Linked DNA regions of Oryctolagus cuniculus: region 2 is linked to region 1. Evidence: chromatin contacts called from public Micro-C data. All regions are on one chromosome and are shown on one strand. Each heading gives the region's core, a stretch centred on a gene start, on an enhancer-like site or on the middle of the called end of the contact. The rest is flanking DNA. Distances are from core to core; before and after follow the strand shown. Region 1 holds the start of EIF5B (eukaryotic translation initiation factor 5B). Region 2 holds the start of MITD1 (microtubule interacting and trafficking domain containing 1).

The links. Hi-C and Micro-C count contacts between places; a contact is called where the count stands out from the background.
Region 2: a contact with region 1 is called in a Micro-C map of ear pinna, with 7 times the contacts expected there. The contact joins the promoter of MITD1 here to the promoter of EIF5B in region 1. A contact is called at or near these places in 3 of 6 Hi-C or Micro-C datasets (ear pinna, psoas muscle and an unstated tissue).

What each region holds. Positions count from the first base shown.
Region 1 is chr2:109,107,801-109,114,874 of mOryCun1.1, forward strand. It overlaps EIF5B (eukaryotic translation initiation factor 5B), which reads right to left and starts at 3,655. Exons shown (of 24, transcript XM_051842650.2): 1 at 3,434-3,655. The coding sequence starts at 3,468. It overlaps TXNDC9 (thioredoxin domain containing 9), which reads left to right and starts at 4,485. Exons shown (of 5, transcript XM_002709951.5): 1 at 4,485-4,675; 2 at 6,644-6,861. The coding sequence starts at 6,673.
Region 2 is chr2:109,257,966-109,265,039 of mOryCun1.1, forward strand. It overlaps MITD1 (microtubule interacting and trafficking domain containing 1), which reads left to right and starts at 3,693. Exons shown (of 6, transcript XM_017339664.3): 1 at 3,693-3,912. The coding sequence starts at 3,762. It overlaps MRPL30 (mitochondrial ribosomal protein L30), which reads right to left and starts at 3,727. Exons shown (of 6, transcript XM_008253487.4): 1 at 3,588-3,727; 2 at 1,231-1,316. The coding sequence starts at 1,281.

The DNA of each region.
Region 1 (7,074 bases), core at 2,405-4,904:
GTGCCGGTTCAAGTGTCGGTTGTTCCACCTCCAATCCAGCTCTCTGCTATGGCCTGGGAAAGCAGAAGATGGCCCAAGTCCTTGGGCCCCTGTACCCACGTGGGAGACAAGGAAGAAGCTCCTGGCTCCTGGCTTCAGATCGGTGCAGCTCTGGCCATTGCAGTCATTTGGGGAGTGAACCAACAGATGGAAGACCTCCCTCCCTCCCTCCCTCTCTCTGGCTCTACCTCTCTGTAACTCTGCCTTTCAAATAAATAAGATAAGTCTTTAAAAAAGAAAAAGAAAAGGGCCGGCACCGCGGCTCACTAGGCTAATCCTCCGCCTTGTGGCGCCGGCACACCGGGTTCTAGTCCCGGTCGGGGTGCCGGATTCTGTCCCGGTTGCCCCTCTTCCAGGCCAGCTCTCTGCTGTGGCCCGGGAGTGCAGTGGAGGATGGCCCAAGTGCTTGGGCCCTGCACCCCATGGGAGACCAGGAGAAGCACCTGGCTCCTGCCATCGGATCAGCGCGGTGCGCCGGCCGTGGTGCGCCAGCCGCAGTGCGCCAGCCACGGCAGCCATTGGAGGGTGAACCAACGGCAAAGGAAGACCTTTCTCTCTGTCTCTCTCTCTGTCAACTCTGCCTGTCAAAAAAAAAAAAAAAAAAAAAAAAAAAGAAAAAGAAAAGAAAAATACCAGAATGAAGAACTGGAGACTAATGGTAAGAAAGAAAAAAGTCGGTCTTGATCCTTTCCTCTCTGCACACACCAGCAGAACATTCACTGTACTGTGTAAAGGGAGAGCAGGATATCACCGGAACATCCAAGGTTTCATCAGGCAAACTCAGGACAGGGAGGCTTTGGAAAGGAATGGAAGCACTGCCTTAAACTGCTTCACCTGAATCCTATCCTTTGTCTCAAGAGTTTCCCCAATTAAAAGAAAAACTCGCTAAACATCTTATCAATCTCATTGTCAGAGTAACAGAAGATGCAATAGAATTTGATCTTTAAACAAAGATCTAGAATGAAAAAAATGTAGACAAGAATACTACATCGCAGTCACTGATGCAACAGAACATGTTATACGAATAAAATTAGATGAAATAAAACTAGAAATCAGCATCGAGTGGCTAACAAGCTAAAATAAGGAATAATTCCACATAAGGGTTAAGAACAGTCAACTATTTTAAGTTCTTTCCAAAAACTTTTTTAAAGCCTCATCTTGGTAACTAAACAAGCAAGAGTTCACTTCTCGCCCAGTTCTGCCCAGCCACATGTTCAGCTTGGGGAGGGGAGGCAGGATGACAGCAAAATCTTTAAAGCGGGGATCTTTCTACAGGAGAATTTAGGACATTTTTCTCATTTTGTCTAATAAGAACAGTAATCCTCAAACAGGACCTTTTCCCCCAGACTTTCTACTCAGGCTAGACTTGGGTTCCTATGATAAATATGTGAAATACTCTTGAAGAAAGACTATTGACAAACACGATGGGGAAAAAACAGACTCACAACGCCGGAGAACTTCCCTTTCCTCACCTTTAATAACTCCTGCAGAACCAAAGCAAAAGAGCCAAGCAGTTCCGGCCAACGGGGCACAACTTCGGGATTTCTTAGGTACAATTTCAAACTCAAGCAAAGAAGTCCATGAAGCATTTTTTAAAATATATATATGAATGTCATATTGATATGTGAGAAGATAAATGCATGTTTTTAAATTACACTGCAACTGCTTTCCCTAAAGCATGAGCCAAAAAATAAAAAGACCACAGATTGGTTTCAGGAGGTGAAAAACCCAGTAGCACTGCTCCTACACTATCCAACCAATCATTTAACAAGCTCTGGTGTTTGCAATTTGAACTTCACACCATCCAGGGAAATCTTTATGAATCAATAAGACATTCAATTTTCTCTAAAAATACAGACAAAAATAAATATCTGCCCTCCTCTTGTCGTAAAATAGTCTGGACCGTCAAACTGGAACTATAACATATGCATGTATTTTTCAATCTAAAGAATACACCTGTACAACTGTGACCCAAAGAAACCAATCTGGAAAACAAATTTTAATAAGTCAATCAGGAAAACTGGAAAACTGAATGTCTGATAACATTTAAGGAATCACTATCGATGTTCTTTAGGTCTGATGGTGACATATGGTTGTGTTTTATATTTCTGTGCCTTTCTTTTTCATGAGTTTCTCTATCAGATACACCTGATAGAGCTACAAATGAAAGGCTACCCAGGTCTGCTCTGAAATATCCAGCAAGTGCAACAAGCAGAATTCGCGGGCGGTGCTAACAATGACACAATTAATTCATGAACTTTCATTATTCTGGCGTTTGTATACAGCTAAAATTTTTCTGATTATTAAAAAAAAAGTATCCCATGCAACAGAAACGTATCCAAAGTACAGAAATGTGTGTCCACTAAACCTCTCAGAAATAAGTTCCTCTCGTTTGAATAAACGTTCAAATCAATTAACTTCCTCCGATACACCTGAAACTGAAACAGAGGGCGCTCCTTGTCAACCACGTAAGTGCTAGGTGAGCAAACAATCCTGGATTCCCATTTTACTTAGGAACTTGATTTTAACCTCAAGACCTCTTCCTGTGGGTCCGAATGATGAATTAGCACACGTTTTGCTGTGTTCCGAGTCTACCTTACTGTCCCCTGGTATTTAAACTAAGTTTGGTACAAAGGTGAAAAGTAACAGATGTCGCTCACTCCCAGGAAGTAAACTCTCGTTGAAAAGGAGAGAGAACTCCATCGAACGTAACACACAGAAATGTTCCAAAAATAGGATAGCAACGTTATCCACCCCCACCCACCAAAAAAAAAAAAAAAACCTTTTCAGTGGCAGAACCGAGCGACCCTGGTTGGTTCGCTTCATCTCCCCGTCCTGTCTTAGGGGAGGTGCTAGAGAGCAAAATTACCAAAAGACAGGCCGGAAGAAGGCAGGCGAGAGGCGTGGAGTCGGACAATCAGTCCGTAAATCCTCCAGCAGTCAGCGCACAGCACACTGAAGTGCAAGGGCAGCGCGCTCCTAAGTGGTTCCCCAACTCCAGCGCCCCAGAGAGGAAGCCCCCGCGGGCTGCGGGCTCCCTTCTCTGCCCCCGACTACTCACAAAGGCACAGAAAGAACTCTTCGCCAACTCAGCCCGAAAAGCCAGCTCCCACCCTCCCGGGCCCGGCGCGGCCGCCCCAAGCCCTCCCCGCGCGGCCGGCCCGGGGCCCCCGCACGACCGCCCTGCTCCTCAGGCCGAGGGGCGGCGGGGAGACCGAGCCCAGCCGGGAGGACCCGCCCGCCGCCGCAGCCCCCCGCGCCCGCCCGCCCGCCTCTGGGGTCTGGGATCCGCGCTGCCGCCTGTGGGGCCGGGCCCGGAGCCCCGCGAGCCTCCTCACGAGCCTCCACCCCGGTCCAGCCCCGCGCCCCTCGGACCCAGAGCCACTGTGGCTACCTGTCTTCGCTCTTGTTTTTCTGCTTCTTCCCCATCGCTTGTCAGCGGTCCTCGCGACTCCAACCCCTCTATCCGGTCTCTCACAGACCCACCGTCCCCCACGCCGACTTGGGGCTCCGCTCTGCTCCGCGCTGCCGCCTCTCGCACCCGGCTCTCCACAGACGCGCGCACTGGGACAGGGCACATATGGTGTGGGCTCTCAGTGCGCAAGCGCATCGCCCCGCCGCCTCGGCGTGGGGACGCAAGGCGCGGCTCATCGAGAGCTGCGCGGCAGATAGAGCGTCCGCAGCTGCCCGGCCGGCCAGGCAGGAGCCCGAGCGCCCCCTGCCCGCACGCGTGCGCCTTGCACGGACGCCCGCGCGCCTTCCAGGTTCTAGAACCCGGAGGGGGACAATGAGGCTGCCGGTTCCTCCACGTCAGCCCAGGGGCCCCGAGCGAGAAGGCAGGGCTGGGGGGCTGGCAGGCGGCTCAGAAGCAGGTCCTGAGCTTCCTTTATGCCCCTGTATTCTTAGAAGCAGTTAGTTCGGTAAAGAATCACGATGAACCCATGATGAGCCCCCTCTGAGGTGCCAGGACAAAATGGGAACCTCTCGCCAACGTCCGTGGATTATGAATGACGAGTATGGACAGTCACTACAAGAAGCGCACAGGGACATTTACAGAACGAGTTCTATAAATCCCGTCACGGAAGAACCTACTGGAGGGGTGGAAATGTTCCATCTCTGGACTCGGGCTTTGGTTTTTGGGTGTTAACGGGAAATTCTGTCTTGTTGTACAGGCTAGACCACCATTTTAGAACAAAGGGCAACGTTCAAAAGACAACAGAAACGAGTTCGAGTGTCAGCTCCCGAGCACGGTCTAGCTCCTGTGTTTCTGATGTAATATGAGTGCTGAGGCACGGTGCCTAAGAAAGTTGGACAACCCCAGCTGTTCCCGAAGAAACTACAAGTTCCAGGATACTTTGCGGCCTTTCCCGCCGTGCAGTTTACCCCGAGGGAGGAGCCTCAGGTCCCGACCACAGGGCATGGGGGGAGGGCGCATGCGTAGAGGCGCTTGCCATACGCCCAGCCTCCCCCTCCCTCGGGCAATGTAGATTGTATCGCGAGACGACCGCAGCCAATGAGAAGGCGGAAGTGACGCATGTCCGCGCCCGCCGGCAGCGGCTGAGAGGCTGAAACCAGAGTGGACCGCTCTTGTTAAGCGGCTGTTACCGTCGCTTCTCAGGAATCGGCGAGAGCTTGGGTGAGGCAGAGGGTGGTGCGGCAGAACCAGCCACCGCGGCCCGGTGGTACGTGAGAGACCGCTGCTCAGCGTTGCGGCTGGGGGAGGGGCGCGGCCGGGACGCCGGTGTCCGGGCGGCGGCGGCGGCTCGGCGCATGCGCCCGGGGGCGTTGCCCTCAGGGCTGCCGGAACTGAGCGCTGGTCTGGTCCCGGGGGCCCAGGGAGTGGCGGGGTTATTGTTGGTTCCCGGGGCTGCTGCTAAGGACGTGGGCCCTTGGTCATTTGGTCGTCTGCCTGGAGGGGAGTGGGTCGGGGATTAGAGGACCCGCGGGGCCGCGCCCCTCCCTCCCACTGGAGCTGTAGAAAAGGAGAAATCAGAGGCTGAAAAGTTACCAGGACCTCCGTCCGTCTCCTGACCCCCTCCGGGATGGGGTCACGACCGCCAGCCGCCCCCACGATTCCGCAGTGCTGAGCTTGTTCTTTGAAAACCCCGGGCGTGAGCGTCGCCGAGCCCCTGGCGGTAGCAGGTGCTGCCGCCCAGGCCCGGGTCCGTCTCGCCTGGGGCTGGTCCCCGCCCCGAGCGGCGCAGGCCTCTGACATCTTCCTGGAGAGTCTCTTACTGTAGTCGGAGTACAGCTCCGTCTCTTTCCCAGCGTTGATGTTGTGCTAATTCAGTTTCTTACTCAGATTTCTAAGATCTTCAGTAACACAGGCTGACTGTTCCTTATCTGAAATGCTTGGAACTGGAAGCGTATTGGATCTTGGATTTTTTTCTTCAGATTTTGGAGTATATGCATGTACACGATGAGTTATTTTCAGATTTTGAACTATATATGCATATACATGATGAGTTATCTTGGCAATGGGACCCAAGTCAAAACATGAAATTTACTTACCTTTTATTTTCATCTTATACATCTAACCTGAAGGTATTTTGTATAATATTTTTAGTGCACTTGCATTTTGACATCACATCAGATCAGGTATGGGACTTTAAGTGGCTGCTATAATGTTGTTGCTCAACAAGTTAGATTTTAGAACATTTCAGGTTTTTGCATTAGAGATGCTCAGCCTATATTTGTAAATGTGCCGTAGCTCACTTCTTCCAGGTCTCCCATTTATAATTTGCTTTGGCAGGCAAATTATAAATCGTATTTCTATGGTAATAACTCAGACATAAAATCGCCCTTTGTTGCTGGTAGAAAACACACCATTTCTTTTAAAACATATGCTGCACTTTAGATCTTTTCTCATCTGAATTGAATTTTAAGACATTTACACAGTGGAGTGATGGTTGTGGGGTGGCATCCATGTTTTAAACATATTTGAAGTGTTTATTTTACATCAAAGCTAAGTACACTGGCTTTAAATAAATTGAATCCAGTATTACTTTTTACAGTCTCATAGATTCTGTTAGGTATAGGAGAGTAGGAACGGACACTAACGCTTATAGAACACCTGACGCTGCCCTCTTACACAAATTCTGACACGGTTCCTTAGGAGTTAAAGACATGAAACTCACTTGGGCAGTGATCATAAAACAATCTAATGGACTGAACTCTCTGTTGGACCAAGGTTTGATAAATGTACATGCTGTATGTGTAAAACTTCAGTAGTTATAAATTATCACTGTTCACAGCCACATCTGTTTTGCTTCCCTTTCCATTTGGTAAAGAATACTGATTATCAGTATAATCACTAATTATCACTTCACAACTCATGGTTCTGTGGTCTGGTTGTGGTTGTAAAGATTTGTCTTTGTCTATCTTTGCTTCAGTTTAGACAAAGACTAAGAAACACCTACAATTACTGTCTAAGCTTTTGGGTGGAACGTTTAATTGAAAATTATTAAGCCTAATGTCAAATGCTCGGGTGCTGACACAGTAGTCCGTGACGTACACAGAGTACCGACTGCAGAAGTTGTGAAAGTAAGAGAGAAAGCTGCTTGCTGATTGTTGGCTTTTCTGTTTTTGTAAACTCTCTTCCCAGCCCAAGGCTGAACTGTGCCATTTGGAAGAATGGAAGCAGACGCATCTGTCGACATGTTTTCCAAAGTCCTGGAGAACCAGTTGCTTCAGACTACCAAGCTGGTGGAAGAACATTTGGATTCTGAAATTCAGAAACTGGATCAGATGGACGAGGATGAATTGGAACGCCTCAAAGAAAAGAGACTTGAGGCACTAAGGAAAGCTCAACAGCAGAAACAAGTAACCTCTCTGCCCTGCTTTCTGACATTGCTATAACAGTATGCGCCTAACAACTTATATATATGTGTGCTGTAGCATATTTTGGTCCTCATGTTTAGGGTTTTTTGAATTCAAAGTACCTATCACTGCTAAAAGTTTGTCCAGGAAAAAAAAAAGTTTTAAAGACACTTTTAAATTAGCCAAATCAGTGCTGCTCTCCACAGTAAGGTAAAA
Region 2 (7,074 bases), core at 2,443-4,942, 150 kb after region 1:
TCAACTCTGCCATTACCAGGTGAAAGCCGGCATGGACAACAGGTAAATTAATGGGCACTGCTATGTTTCAATAAAACTTTATTTACAAAAATAGGTGGAGGCTGAATTAGTTTACCAACCCTTGGTCTAAACTAGAATATAAAATAATTCACCTTCACCAAACAATTTAGAAGAAACCCAAAATGAGTTTCAGTTTTCTTTCTAGTCCTAAAAACGCCATCATTCCTAGTTCCTACCTCTTGTTTGAGTTTTGTATTCGTCCAATCCCATTTTTCTCAGGCTGCTGAAGAAAAATATTCACTGGGAATGGCACTGTGGTGCAGCAGGTGAAGTTGCTGCCTATGATGCTGTCATCCCATATGAAAGGGCCAGTTCCAGTCCCAGCTACTCTGCTTCCTATCCAGCCTCCTGCTAATGCCCCTGGGAAAGCAGTGCAACACAGCCCAGGTGCTTGGGCCCCTGCCGCCCGTGTGAGAGACGAGGATGGAGTTCCTGGCTCCTGGTTTTAGCCTGTGTCGGACTTGGCTGAAGATGGCATAAACACGCAGAGAATGGGCAGGAGGGAGTGGACGTGGGAAAGGAAGGACAGGGCTTTCACACAACATGAACACTGGGCTCTAACTCTGTTCTGCTGCCTACCAGCTCTGAGACATGCGACATCCTCTCAGAGTCAGCTTCCTCAGTTTTAGAAAGGACTTAATACTGACCTCATAGGATTAACCTGAGAGTAAGATAATGTAAAACCCTGATATCATCATCTACATCTAGTAGCAGGTGCATACCTAGACGGGCCCAAGTAGATTAGGCTGCACCATCACACTTTCTGAAACAAAGACCAGAAGGAAGTAGATAAAAACACCAACATTCATGGCTTCTGGAAGACTGTTTCTCTTCTTTCTGTTTTCCTATATTTTTCTAATTTTCTATGATTGAAAATGTACTCCTTTCATAATTGAGAGGGGAAAAAACCCTAAAACTTTAAGAAGATTAAGACAGACCAAGTGGGAATCAACAGTACATTTTGTTTACTGACAGGTTTTTCAGGAAAAAAACATCTGTGATTCCAAATCTTTAGGGATGAAACAGATGAAGCTGTAATAAACAAAATCAACCCCAACACTAAAACATATAAAAGGAATGTGTAAACAAATCAAATATACTTGTATAAGAAAGAAAAAATTCCTAAGGGTTAGGGAACAAAAAGATTATTTCTTGCGAAGAAACTCTTACCTGCAATCTGCCCGGGTGCCTCTGAACTAGCGAGCACAAAATGCCTGCCATGGTATGATGACTGTTCTCTCGGGAGGCTGTAAGGACTAGAACACAGATACGTCGGTCAGTTAAGTCTTGGAAACAGACAGGTGTCACATTCTCTAATATTAAAAAAGTAAGCAAAGGGTGGGCATTGTGGCAAAGAGGTTTAAGCTGCTTCTTAGGACACCCACAACCCCTATGGCAGTGCTTGGATGACGTCCTGGTGACGCTCCGCTCGAGGTTCTGGCTTCCTGCTAATGCGCCTGAGAGGCAGCGGATGATGGTCCTGATACTTGGGTTTCTGCCACCCTTGTCAGAGAGTTAGACAAAGTTCCTGACTCCTGGTTTCATCCAGGCCAAGCCCTGGCTGTTGTGAGCATTTGGGGAATGAACAAGTGGATGAAAAGTCTCTCTCTTGCTCCCTTTCTGTCTGCCTTTCAAATAAATAAATCAAGGGTCAGGGCTGTTGCGTAGCAGGCAAAGCCACCACCTGTGGTGCCGACATCCCATATGGGCACTGGTTCATGGTGCTCCATTTCCGATCCAGCTCCCTGATGATGCACCTGGGAAAGCACTAGAAGATGGCCCAAATACCTGGACCCCTGCATCCATGTGGGAGACCTGGAGGAAGCTCCTGGCTCCTGGCTTCAGATGGGCCCAGCTCTGGCCATTGTGGCCATGTGGGGAGTAAACCAGTGGATAGAAGATCTCTCTATCTCTCTTTCTAACTTTGCCTTTCAAATAAATAAATAAATCTCATTTTAAAAAGCAGCAAATTAATTATAAACAGTTGAAGTTTAACAGTAAAATCTTGGTTATTTTAATATAGGAAGGGTATAAATTAATTTATAATAAATGTTTTATTCAGAGTTCTGCAAAACTCCAGGTAGTAACTACAGTATACAGTAACCACATCTCATTTTCACCCAGTGAATTAGCACCAAGGGTGACTCCATAAAGCCAGGAAATGGGAATTTACCATTATTTTAAAAGTCTTCTTCAACAATGAGGGCAGATTAAAAAGATACTTGGCACAGAATCACAGAAAATTAAAGAGCTAGAAGGGACTAAAAAAATCCCAACTCCTACAATTAGAAATCAACTACTCCTAATTTACAGGAGTAAATGCATGCCAGAAAGTTTACCCACATCCAAGTGCATCCAGCTATCAGGAGAGTGTGCAGCACGGAAGCCCCTTCTCCTAAGTCCTGGTCTACAGCACTTTCACTAAATTGTAACACTTTACTGCTAAAAAAGGAAAAGGATTCTTGCTTAATTTTTAAACTATTTTCTAACATGCAGGTAAAACTTCTATAATCTAAAAAGGTCATGTTTATCTAGTAAGGCACAAAACAATTATAGCTTAATATACTGAAAACAGAAATATTAGGTTTATGAACCATATGTGTACATATATACATATATATATACACATATGTACACATTAGGTTTATGAACCATATACATACACACACACACATACACACACACACCTTGGGCAGGTGGCCTTATGCTTTTCAATTTCTCCCCCAAGAAAAGAAAGAAAATTTTTGTCTCGTAAATGAATTACTCTACCTGAGACAGTACCTGGTACATGAGAAGTCCTCAATAAATGGCAGTTCTTATTATAGTGAAATTATTACATGATCACAAAGCTAATAATACTCTGAGAAATAAACAGGCTAAGCGCTGTATTTCAGTGTCCACAGATTCTAGCTCAGTGAGGCCCTGCAGGATTGTCCTGCGATGTGGACAAAACAATGGAGTTGTGGGAATCAAAGCAGGGTGTCTCCTGAAAAAGAGACCTGAGAAATTCCTCAGCAACTGCAACAATTTAACGCTGAATTATTTCACCGTACCTCTTCCTTCCGAGCTAAGCATTTTATATTGATGCAACTCATTTAGCTTCTCTGATCACTTTGATTTCAACAAAGTACCCTACCAATCAGTATTTTTGAAAGGCAACAAATAATTCATTTTTAAAAGGTGTAGCAAAACTATTTCTCGCTCGGTGTGCGCCATGCTTAATGACCTGCTCCCAGAGTACAGAAGGAAAATTGGAAAAAGTAACTTTATGGTAGAGAAATCTGACAAACGACCGGGGATGGGACTAGGAAACAGACCTACCTGGGCGGCCGTGAACCGCAACGCAGAATGAAATACGGGGGATCAATCTGCTTTGGAAAGAGTTCCCAGACTCAGACTGCTGGCGGAAAACGCAGTATTTTCATCACTCACCCACCATTCATCAACGCTGGACAACCACCCGCTTTGAACCTCCCCACCAAGGGGAAGAGGAGGGGAGGAAGGACGACCAGGTCCGACACTCATACCTTCCGTCGCAGCGACAGCTGAACTGCGACACTTCAGTTCCGGCGCAGATCCTGCCACTCAAGGCCCAAAGGAAAAGAGCGCAGGCGCATGGATGTCACGTGACCACCCCGGAAGTGCAGCTGGGCTTCCCCGAACTTCAGCCAGAGTTGAGCCCGGGAGCAGTGCTCGCGATTATGGCGAAGTCTGGGCTGGGACGCGAACCGGACAGCTCGGCTGCAGTCACTGTGCTAAGTCGGGCGGTGGAACTAGATTCGGAGTCCCGGTACCAGCCCGCTCTGGTGTGTTACCAAGAGGGGATTGACCTGCTCCTGCAGGTTCTGAGAGGTAAGCAGTGAGCGGCGGAGGGGAGGAGCCGGGCAAAGGAGCTGCTTTGTGTCGGGATGCCATGAAAGAGTTAAACACCATTCTTCCACACCGCCAGGAACCCGAAACAGAAAGTGGGATATTCTGCTGGACAGCTGGGCTGGTTTATTTCCTTCAGTAGTCTGTTGGTGAAATCCACAGAGGGTGTAAAGATTTAAAAAGATATAAGAGACCTAACGAACGTTAAAAAGACACTTTTGGATCAATTTGTGCAGTTGCAATATGAATTAGGTGACAAAATTAACCTTGTTATTGTGATGTTTTTCGAAAACTGCCCTTAATTTTTAGAGATGCAGGCGTGTTTGGGAAAGAAATGTCATGATATCTGTAACTTTACATTAAAAAGTTGAAGCAGGCTGGCGCCGCGGCTCACTAGGCTAATCCTCCGCCTTGTGGCGCCAGCACACTGGGTTCTAGTCCCGGTCGGGGCGCCGGATTCTGTCCCGGTTGCCCCTTCCAGTCCAGCTCTCTGCTGTGGCCAGGGAGTGCAGTGGAGGATGGCCCAAGTCCTTGGGCCCTGCACCCCATGGGAGATCAGGAGAAGCACCTGGCTCCTGGCTTCGGATCAGCACAGCGCGCTGCTGGAACAGCCATTGGGGGGTGAACCAATGGCAAAGGAAGACCTTTCTCTGTCTCTCTCTCTCCCACTGTCCACTCTGCCTGTCAAAAAAAAAAAAAAAAAAGTTGAAGCAACTAAGGCAAAAATGCCAAGCATTTTAAATCTGGATAATGCGTAATAAAGATGTTCATTACTTTGTCCTCTTCAGTTAGAACATTTTCAGTAAAAGTAACTAAAAATCATGGAGATAGAAGAGAAAAGGTTGTTTTATAAAATGGATGTACTGAAATTCCTTGTGAGGAATCTGCAAGATTGTAGATGGGGGATACAGTTTTTTCATATTACCTAGTTATTCAGTGTTGAGCAGTACCCAAGTATCACAACCCCTGGCTCATCGAAGACGCTTAGTAATTGTGTGTATAATTGATTATGATCAGGTCTGGCATTGTGGCCTGATGGGTTAAGCTGGCATCCCATATGGAATCCCTGCAGCTCCACTTCGATCCAGTTCCCTGCTGATGTGCATGGGAGGGCAGCGAAAGATGGCCCAAGTGTTTGGGCCCCTGCACCCACATGGGAGACCAGGAAGGGGCTCCTGGCTCCTGGCTTTGGCCTGGCACGGCCCTGTCTGTTGTGGCCATTTGGAGAGTGAACCAGCTGATGGAAGAACTCTCTGTCACTCTGCCTTTCAAAGAAATAAATCTTAAAAAAAGAAAAAATTATAAAAAAAATTGATCCCTGCTCCCTCACCCCAGTAAGGCCTAGATCTGGCTCTCTCTCTGCTTTCTAATTTGTTCTAGTTTAAGTGTTACAGAGATTTTGACACAGCAGAAGGCATCCTCCAAGGTTTGGTGCTTTTCTCAGAACTGTAAACTCCACTGTGGGCAGGGCCCTTTTGGTGATGATGAAGATGAAGAAGGTGATGAGGAGGATGGTGATGATAGTGATGATGACCAAATCAACAACAAATGTAGCTACGTCATCTGAGCGCTCAGGGTCTGACTCTGTGCAGCACACATTAAAAGCACCATCTGGTTTCATCTTTACAATTGCCCTGTGACGGAGAAGTGTTCCTAGTTCTGCATCTTGGTGGTGGTGACAGAGCTGTGAGTGGAGCCCCAGGCCTCAGTGACTGTTACACTGAATTCTAGAAAGAGACCGTGTACAGTGTTGTCAGGTGGAGCACTGCTCAAGTCCTGGCTGCTCTCGAATGTGAAGTAGGACAGGCACAGGAATTCTCCTCTGGTGTGCTTCAGTGATTACACGGGGGTTACAGAGACAGTGACATGACAGAGACAGGTTATGACCCAAAACACGAGTGCTAATACTGGGAGTAAGAACCGGAAAGGGATGTGGACAAGTGCAGTGAGGATTTAACAGTCAGAGGTCATGTGGGGATGTACAGGGAGAGGTGTGATTTGATAGGGGTTTTGGAGAAAAAGCTAGAATCTTAGAAGTCAGAAATTCAGCAAAGAATATTCAGATTCTGTCTGCGCTTTTTTTTTTTTTTTAAGATTTATTTATTTATTTGAAAGTCAGTGTTACAAAGGCAGAGAGACAGAGAGAGAGGTCTTCCATCCACTGGTTCACTCCCTACATGGCCACAATGGCCGGAGCTGGGCCAATCCGAAGCCAGGAGCCAGGAGCCTGGAGCTTCTTCTAGATCCCCCACATGGGTGCAGGGACCCTCAGACTCAGGCCATTTGCTGCTTTCCCAGGCCACAGCAGAGAGCTGGACTGGAAGGGGAGCAGCCAGGTCTCAAACCAGCGCCCAGATGGGATACTGGCAGTGCAGGTGGAGCTCTACCCACTGCGCCACAGTGCTGGCCCCTGTCTGTGCTTTTGTACTAAGTAAGAAGTTCAGTTTGTTCCAGCATATGTGTAAGGAAGAGTGACAAGTTTTATAGATTGGGACTTGGATCACACTGTGGTTTGCCTTGGCTGCCAAAAGATTTTAACCCTTCCTCAGATAAAGACATACTACTTAAGGATCTTACAGAAGAGTGACATAGTTACAGATGCACTTCAGGGTTTGCCTCTCTTAGGAGTATGCCCTCCTCTCCCTCCTTTTCTTTACACAAATACCACCCATGGGGAGCCTTCCCTGACCTCTAGTATAAAATTACAACCTACCCGTAACACTCCCTCTTCTCTTTCCTTGCTTTATTGTCTTTTTTTTTTTTTTTTTTTTTGACAGGCAGAGTGGACAGTGAGAGAGAGAGACAGAGAGAAAGGTCTTCCTTTGCTGTTGGTTCACCCTCCAATGGCCACCACGGCCGGCGCGCTGCAGCCAGCGCACCGCGCTGATCCGATGGCAGGAGCCAGGTCCTTATCCTGGTCTCCCATGGGGTGCAGGGCCCAAGCACTTGGGCCATCCTCCACTGCACTCCCTGGCCACAGCAGAGAGCTGGCCTGGAAGAGGGGCAACCGGGACAGAATCCGGCGCCCCGAACGGGACTAGAACCCGGTGTGCCGGCGCCGCAAGGCGGAGGATTAGCCTAGTGAGCTGCGATGCCAGCGCTTTATTGTCTTTTAATTGCACTCCACACAGTCTAATGTACATG